Linked DNA regions of Mus musculus: region 2 is linked to region 1. The links are chromatin contacts, called in public HiChIP or PLAC-seq maps. All regions are on one chromosome and are shown on one strand. Each heading gives the region's core, a stretch centred on a gene start, on an enhancer-like site or on the middle of the called end of the contact. The rest is flanking DNA. Distances are from core to core; before and after follow the strand shown. Region 1 holds the start of Smim12 (small integral membrane protein 12). Region 2 holds the start of Gjb4 (gap junction protein, beta 4).

Evidence for each region. HiChIP or PLAC-seq counts read pairs in DNA pulled down with a chosen protein or histone mark.
Region 2: an H3K27ac HiChIP or PLAC-seq map of embryonic stem cells shows a contact between it and region 1, with 9 read pairs. The contact joins the promoter of Gjb4 here to the promoter of Smim12 in region 1. A contact is called at or near these places in 4 of 39 promoter capture datasets (the 3T3-L1 cell line, embryonic stem cells and trophoblast stem cells), 3 of 15 datasets of contacts at CTCF or cohesin (the NIH/3T3 cell line and embryonic stem cells), 52 of 484 Hi-C or Micro-C datasets (B cells, the C2C12 cell line, the Patski cell line and 13 more), 14 of 115 datasets of contacts at active chromatin or transcription factors (embryonic stem cells, large pre-B cells and pancreatic cancer cells) and 3 of 9 other capture datasets (adipose tissue, embryonic stem cells and liver).

What each region holds. Positions count from the first base shown.
Region 1 is chr4:127,241,968-127,246,012 of GRCm38.p6, forward strand. Smim12 (small integral membrane protein 12) reads left to right here and starts at 1,817. Exons shown (of 2, transcript NM_030252.2): 1 at 1,817-1,931.
Region 2 is chr4:127,352,247-127,356,291 of GRCm38.p6, forward strand. It overlaps Gjb4 (gap junction protein, beta 4), which reads right to left and starts at 1,835. Exons shown (of 2, transcript NM_008127.4): 1 at 1,787-1,835; 2 at 1-235. Gjb5 (gap junction protein, beta 5) reads right to left here. Exons shown (of 2, transcript NM_010291.3): 2 at 2,563-4,045. The coding sequence ends at 3,288.

The DNA.
Region 1 (4,045 bases), core at 567-3,066:
TTCAACCATGTGGGTCCTGAGGATTAAACTCAGGCCATCAGTTTGGTGGCAAATACCTTTATCTGCTGAGCCATCTGGCCAGTCCTAGGGTATTTTCTTACTGGTTTTTTTTTTTTTTAAATACAAATAGGTCTATAAGATGGTACTGTGGTTAAGGAACACACCACTCTGCAGATGAGCCTAGCTTGGTTCTCAGCATCCATGTCTGACAGCTCATAAACTCCTGTGTGTCTGACGCCCTCTTCTGACTTCCATGGGTGCCTACATTCATTGCACCCCCCCCTTACACACACATAATTAAAATCATTTTTAAAAGGTTATAAATATATTTTCTCAGATTAGCAGGCCACAGAGTCAAGATTTGAATTAATTAAACAACTAATTCCAGTGTTTGGTATTTTACTTTATTTTTAGACAGGGTCTCAGCTTGTAGTTCTGTGTGATCTGGAAGTGCTAACTGACTCCTTTAATTGATATAGGATCTTGGTGTAGAGCCAAGGCTGGTCTTGCGCCTCAGGACTTCTCAATGCTGTCATTTCCACTTTAGCTGGGGATTCTGTGCTTACCCAGGTCTGCTGGAGGGAACTTCTAGTCACTATTAAGATCCAGCTTAGGGATCTGTCCTTCCAGGGAACCTCCACTCATTCTTCTTGTATGGACGGACAGTGTCCTCTGTTATGACACTGTGTGGGTCTTCCTGTTTCTTCTCCATCCAGGAAACTACGGAGGGCAGTCCCCATTTGTATCGCCAATGTCTAGCTTGTAGAATGGCTAAATGCCAGCCTGTGTTCTAGACTGTTCTGATCTCTTCCCACAGATTCAATGCACAAGTAATCAAGGTCTGATAATCACGGTTGCTAATTTCTGGCAGCTTCTTCCTCCCCATCTTCGCTGTCAGGCTTAGCTTTGGGCTCTTTGATCTAAAAGAGGAAGAATCTCTAACTTGACAGTACAGTCTTGAAGACGCTTCCTGTGAGAGTACCCGTGACCTTGAGAAATGGCTCACTGCTAACTTAAGGGAAGCTGGGTAGACTTAAGGGAAGCTGGGTAGAGCACTCCAGGTAGATGAAAGAACATGGACACACAGGCTTCAAACGTTGATTTTTAGCATGCTATTAGTGGGAAGGAGACTGGTCAGGTTGAGAGCAGTGTGGGCAGGTTGAGAAGGCAGGACTATGGTAGTCCATTAGAGAGCTTGGGGTGTGAGGCTTTTTCTTATATGTGATAAGTATAATTCCGCTCAGGGACAGGGGAAACATGGAGGAAGGAGAGTGAGTACTTGCGATCAGAGGGTCTTGGTACTTTCAGCAATTTGTAGACTCACTAACGCTACAATCTAGTTCCCTGCGAGATGTGTGCCTGGCACAGTATTTTACAAACAAGATGTTATCTAACCCTTGCAACATCCCTGCTGAAATGGAAGGTTTTAACGCTATGCAGAAGAATTGAGGCTCAGATTAATTAATGATGTTCCCAAGGACACACAGCCTGAAAGCACAGATCCCAAGAAGATTGAAAGTACTAGGTTATTCTCTGCTACGGGAGCTTCTGGAGGTCAGGGGTTGGGTTTTCGGTTTCAGTAATATCCGACCTAGGTAAGTCTCGGAAGACACCTAATGAACTTCATTTGGATCAATGAAAGCTGACTATTCTTTTTTCTTCTTCACAAGCATGTGGCAACGTCACAGGGGAGCCTCCGAGCCGTCAGGGGGCGCTATACTATTCTGCGTTTAGTCCAACGCAGGGTCGGGTGCCTGGCTTCCTTTCTTCTGTAGCTGGCTGGAGCTCAGCCAATCGCTGCTCTCCGAGAGATGCCAGTGGGCGGGGCCTCGGGCGCGCCCCGCGGGCCACTGGGAACCTCGGCGTCCCTGTTGCTCCCGGCTAGCGGGCGCAGCGCGGGACCTGTCCGGGGTGTGCGGGCTGGACCGCAGGTGAGTTCCCAGGGCTGAGGGCACTTCGCTTCCCAGGATCGCTGGCCCCCAGTCCCACGGGAACGGCTCCTCCTAGTTGAGGGAGCGATGGTTTCCGTGACCCGCTCGGCCTCGGCCAGCTTTTGGTGGCCGAGTGTGGACTGTGGTCAGATCTCGTCCGCCTCAGGCCCCTGCAGGCCGAAGGGTGACGAAGCCACGCGTGTGGCGTGACTGGACAGGGAACAGGAGCTGATGACCCGAACCTCACTGGCGCTCCCATCCCAACTTGGCTGGCTGTCAAGGCTGATGGTTTCACCTTCTCGGACCTCCTACGACTGCTCTCATTTGGAGAGCTTCCGGTGGGCTCAGGCACTGGGACAGGTTTCCTGGCGGCCCGGTTGACCTGTACCTGGAGCCTTTGGCTGGCGCCCCTGCGTGTCGGGCTGGAAATAGGCGTTGCAGTATTTGGGAAACACTTGTGCTACTTACATTTTGATACCTTCGGGATGACTTCATGAAGTCTAGCTGCTTATGATCATATCCCTATACCCCTTTGTGAGTGCGGGTGGAAGGCTGCTGTAGTCTTCCATAAACAAAGCAACATGTTTATGCTGCCTGTCATTCATTCGACCAACAAACTTTTTTAGCTCTTTGCTAGGGAGGATAGCAAGGGTGGGAAGAGGCACAGAGCATAGGACGATCCGGACATCCTTAGTTCTTAACCTTGTGGAGCTCCAGGGTGTTTTGAGAGCTGTAGACAGGTAGGGTAGGCCCACATAGCTTACCGAAGAGAAGGTTGTGTTGTATACATGGATGACTGGAATTCGGACAAGAGCACATAGAACTTGGGCTTTCTATGTACAAGAGTAATACTCATAGACTGGTGCTTGATATGCCCGCCCTAAGACAAATTGGAAAATTGAGAGTCTCTACCCAGGAATTGTATAAAGGACTTGCACTTGGTGTGGACCTGTGATCACAAGCACTTGGCACTGGAAACAGGAGCGTCGGCAGATCAAAGTTATCCTTAGCTACTTTGAGGGTTTGAGGCCAGGCTGGGTGCCATGAGAACCTGTCTTAAAAATAAAAACAAGCCCAACGGTGGTGGCACATGTCTTTAATCTTGGCACTAAGGAGGCAGAGGCAGGCCAGTCCAGTCTCTGAGTTTGAGGCCAGCCTGGTCTACAGAAGGAATCTGAATGGCAGGGCTACACAGGGAAACCCTATCTCAAAAAACCAAAACCAGCTGACCAAACAAACCCCAAAACTTAAAACAGAAAATAGAACGAAGTACTGAGTTAAAAATAGAATGGAGGATTGAGTTTGGGGTTCTTTGGAGCTTCCCCTCTTTGTTAATGTGTACATTGTAAGGTTTCTCGGATCTCATGATATAACTTCAGAGCTCAGAAGGAAGGAAGACTTTCAGTGTAATGAAAAGCCAAGCTAATGGGGAGCTGTAGGAGGCCCTCCACACATCTAGGGTGTGAACGGACACCATGCATACATCTGCAGAGTGTTCTTTCTGCTAGAAAAAAAGCCCAGGCTTGGCCTCAGACCAGCGGGCCTGCCACTTGTATGATTTTGGCAAGCTGACACAGTGTCTTTGAGCCACTATGGCCTTGGACAAGAATCTGGGCTCCTCGTTCCTACATCATAGAGATGTGAGGGTCAGGCGATGACCAGGGGAGATATGGTAGAGCATAGGGCATGGTGTCAGGTCAAAGGAGCAGGAAGAGAAACTTGAATCTTGCTGCAGTTCTTTGCCTTTGAAGGTCCATGTGTAGTGTCAGGCCCACAAGACACCCAAGTTCCCCCAAAGAGAATAAAAGGGGGAAATGAGGAGCCTTCAAATCTTCCATGAGGTCTGGATGTCTCACCGTAGAGCCGAGAGAGAGAGAGAGAGAGAGAGAGAGAGAGAGAGAGAGAGAGAGAGAGAGAGAGGTGTTGGAGAAACAGTTATGGAAGCATAAACACGGGCAAGTGACTCCATGCTGATGACTAAGGCGAGCATGTGAACATTGGAGAACACTGTGTGTGTGAAGTGCTTAGCCCAGGGCCCAGCTTGGAATAAGCACTCAGTAGATGGTGGTAGCTTGCATTATTACATTCATTGCCAGCAGCCTTTTATGATTGTA
Region 2 (4,045 bases), core at 585-3,084, 110 kb after region 1:
TGGATGTCTTTGTAGATGATGCTGAGGACTAGATGGTTTCACAACAACCATGAGGACATTTGTGTCGTCATTCACGGTGACTCAGTGGTGGGACGGTCACGGTCCCCATTTCACAGGAAAGTGTGTGATGGCTGAGAGGTGAGAGGTCTCCTGCCCGAGATCACAGCAGCAAGTAGCACAGGTGGTCTTGAACCTTGGCCTTCAGATTCCGACGGAAGTCAGCATCTCTTTCCTTCTACAACGTAACAAGCACATGGAAGATCAACACCACATACGCCCTGCCAGCCAACCCGTGTCTCAACCACAGTGGCCCAGAGACTTCTAGAGTCAGATGGCTTTGGGGACTGGATGAAGGCAAGAAGGGACAGGGTAGGCAGGCCTTAAGTGGGTGTCAGATTCATTGCATTTTTCCTGAACCCAGCATGGGCAGGGCTCTGGGTTGGGAATGCCCACTCTGACTCCTTGGGAGATTTCTCAGAGCAGTTTCCATCCTTACTCCTTTGTGGCTCTGGAACTTTGTGAGACATCCCTTTCCAAACTAAACAAAGGCTCTTCTGCAATCGGTGTGGCTTGGCCTCTTTCCCACCCTGCTGTGTCAGTGCAGAACAGACAGGCATTCTTTTTTATTCATCTCTTTTATTGTCTTGAGATCTGGACCACAGTTGGTCCCTCTGGAATTCCAACCATTTCATGGGTATGTGTATGTGTATGTGTGTGTGTGTTTGTGTATGTATGTCTGTGTTTGTGTGTGTATGTATATGTGTTCGTGTGTGTGCACATATGTATGTGTATTTGTGTGTTTGTGTGAGTACATCTGTGTGTTTGTGTGTGTGTTTGTATATGTGTGTGTTGCTGTGTGTATGTATGTGTTTGTGTGTGTATGGGATAAGGATTGTATGTGTGCATTTGTGTGTGTATATATGTGTATGTAAGGGATAAGGATTGTATGTGTGTGTTTGTATGTGTATGTGTGTTTGTGTATGTATGTATGTATGTGCGTGTGTTTGTGTTTATGTGTGTGTATTGTGTGTTTGAATGTATGTGTGTGTTTGTATGTGTGTATTATGTGTTTGTGTGTATATGTGTGTTTGTGTGTGTGTGTATGTTGTATGTGTGTGTGTGTGTGTGTGTGTGTGTGTATAAGGGATAAGGAGGAGGCAGGGGCTGGGTACCGGCATGGTCTTTGCCCCACCACTGATCTTTCTTCCCAGGTGCACCCCTCTTCTCTGACTGCCTAATTAGTGGCTGGCTGAGAGTCATGTCTCTCATTTTCATACAGGCCATGTTTGTGTACCCCAGCCTTGTGCTCCCTGGCTCTGGGGTACTTAGGGTGTTCCATCTCAAGCCGTCCTTGTACCATCCCTGACTCAGCTCCTGGTTTCTGCAGCCATGTATCCCTGGGACACGTGCTGAGGCCCCTCTGTCTTCCACTGCAGGGAGCATCACCCATACCTCATTGGCCCAGGCTTCCTTGTTAGCCTGCTGGAGGCTGGAAGGCAAACTGGACGTCTCTGTCTCCTGGGACAAAGCTTTTTGTCAGGCCCAGTGCATTCTCAATGGATCCTAGCTGAACTGAGCTATGGCTTACTCTTTCCCAATCTCTTCTGGATTCTCCTCTGGTCCTCTGTCCTCTGTATAGCACATTTCCTTTCCTCTGTGGAGTTTTCCTAGTGTTCTTTCAGGGTCCCTGCCCACCCCTGGTTCCCTTTGGGAAGCTAAGTCCCCAGCCCTAGGTTTCCCCGGGGACCTCCCCCCACAGCCGTCTCCAGCTGTATTCGGTCCTCACCCTTCTTGGGTCCCCGTGTCCTCACTCTCCGGTGCCGGCTTGTCTGTCTGCCTGAGGCCGTCCTGGAGGCAGCTTTTGTTCCTCACTTACCAGCAGGGTGGGGCTTTCTGAGCCAATGAGCCAAGAGAGAGTGCTGGAGTGGGTAGGCAGGCTGGGCAGAAGGACTTCCCTGGGCACAGTGGCAGAGCAAACACCTGTGGCTCATCTCTTGGGCCCACGCCTTCCTCCTCCTGCCTGTCTGGGTTGGTAGGTATGTGGGTGGGACTGGAGTGATGGAGGCTGGAGTTTGGTATCAAAATGTCCAGGTACAGGATGGTGCTAGTGACACAGATCCTGTTCCTTTCAGCTTGCCATGTGTGTCCCTCTTCCTGTGCCCTGGTTCCCAACTCTCTCTTTTGGCCTCAGGCAACTGGTTCTGAGATCCTTAGCGGCTGGTTTTTATGGAAGGGGATAGCCTTGATTCAGCCTGTGACTTGTGCCACGCTGGTGGGGAATATATATTTTCTGTTTTGGAACCCAGATAAGCCACCTGGATTTTCGAGGCCCACTGCCCTGCTGGAGACAAGGAATGCAGGCTGGTGATTTCAAAGGCTGCTGTTGGCTTGGTGCCAGGCCTGTAACCTTGTTGTGTGCCCTGTGGTCCTAGGCTTCTGCTGGAAATGGCTCTGGAGAAGCTGGAGTGTGGTCCAGCAGGGGCTACAGAGGGGTGCTGGGCTTGCGTCCAGCAGAGACAGTGAAGGTTAATAATGTACACCCAAGGAAGGGCCCCTCTGCTTCACTTCACACAAGCATTTATTATTGAGCACTCCCTAACAGCAGTGATTCACACGTACGTGGCCTTTTTGGCTGGCTAACTCTGGTCGTGCCAGGTACTTGCCATTGCTCACAGTGACCCCCACAGGCAATGCATTAGGAACTCAGCTGAAGTTGTCCGAGTTCTGATGCAGCCACGCTTACTCAGAGTCTGGGTGTTTTCCATCCCAACATACGGTTCTGCCAAACTCCATCATCTCTGCAGACACCCACAGCCCAGACTTCCAGCTGGGACAAAAGGTTAGCTTTGGAACAGCCCTGAGGAAAAGTTAGATACTCCTTTTCTAGAGGAGAGGGAAACCCCTTGACTTCAGGAAGGGTACAAAGGCCAAGACCCAAAGGACACCTTGAATCTGTAAACCCATTTATCTTTATTTAGCTCTCACCCTGGGCCACACAGGAAGGCATTTGCTCATCGGTGCCTTCGTGAAACTCCCCTCCCAGGAGCCCTGCGAAGTGGCCCTCGGTGTGTTTATTTAACAGAAAAGGAAATGGAGGTACAGAGGAGAGGGGTGACTCAGCGAAGGCCAGTCAGCCGGGAGGCACAACTGGATCCCAAAGCTCTGGGAGTCCTCCCTTTTGCTTGCCTCCAATGCCAACTCAGCTCTTCTCCCCATCAGCTACATTCATGAGAGATTCTGGAACCTTCCAGGTCATGCCCACCCTGCCAGTCCAGTCTAGGGACCCTTCACAGAATGGTTTTCTTCACGTGGGCTCGAGGGCGGTCTGGTAACAGAGGCGGGTGAGCGTCCGAGCCCAGAAAGATGAGGTCGCATGAGAGGAAGTCCTTCTCTTTGCTAGGAGAGTTGGCCCAGTTTGGGTCATTCTTTGCATGTGCAGTGGGTGGTCTCCTCAGCTGCGCACACTCAGAACACCGCTTAATCACTAGGTAGATCAGCTCCACAAGGTTAAGCAGGATGCAGATGACGGCCGTGACCACCATGAAGACAATGAAGATGTTTTTCTCGGAGGGCTTGGCAATGAAGCAGTCCACTGTGTTGGGACACGGCTCCGCATGGCACTTGACCATAGAAGGGAGGGTATATCTGGGATAGAATGCGTGGAAGAGGTAGAGGAAGATAATGTCTATGGTGGCCTTGAACGAGAGGCTGAAGACGTATGTCCACCAGAGTCCACCCCGCTTCTTGCCGGGATTCGGGTAAAGGTAACCTTCACCAATCTTTTCCTGGTACTTCTTCTCTCGAGCCTTTCGATAGGCCACATGCATGACCACAAGCAAAGAGGGGCAGGTGACCAGGATGAGCTGCAGAGCCCAGAGGCGCACGTGAGACACGGGGAAGAACTCATCGTAGCAGACATTGGTACAGCCCGGTTGCCTGGTGTTGCAGTCAAAATCCTTCTGGTCGTCTCCCCACACGCGCTCAGCTGTCACCAGGTACACCAGCACACGGAAGACGAAGACCAGAGACAGCCAGATGCGACCAA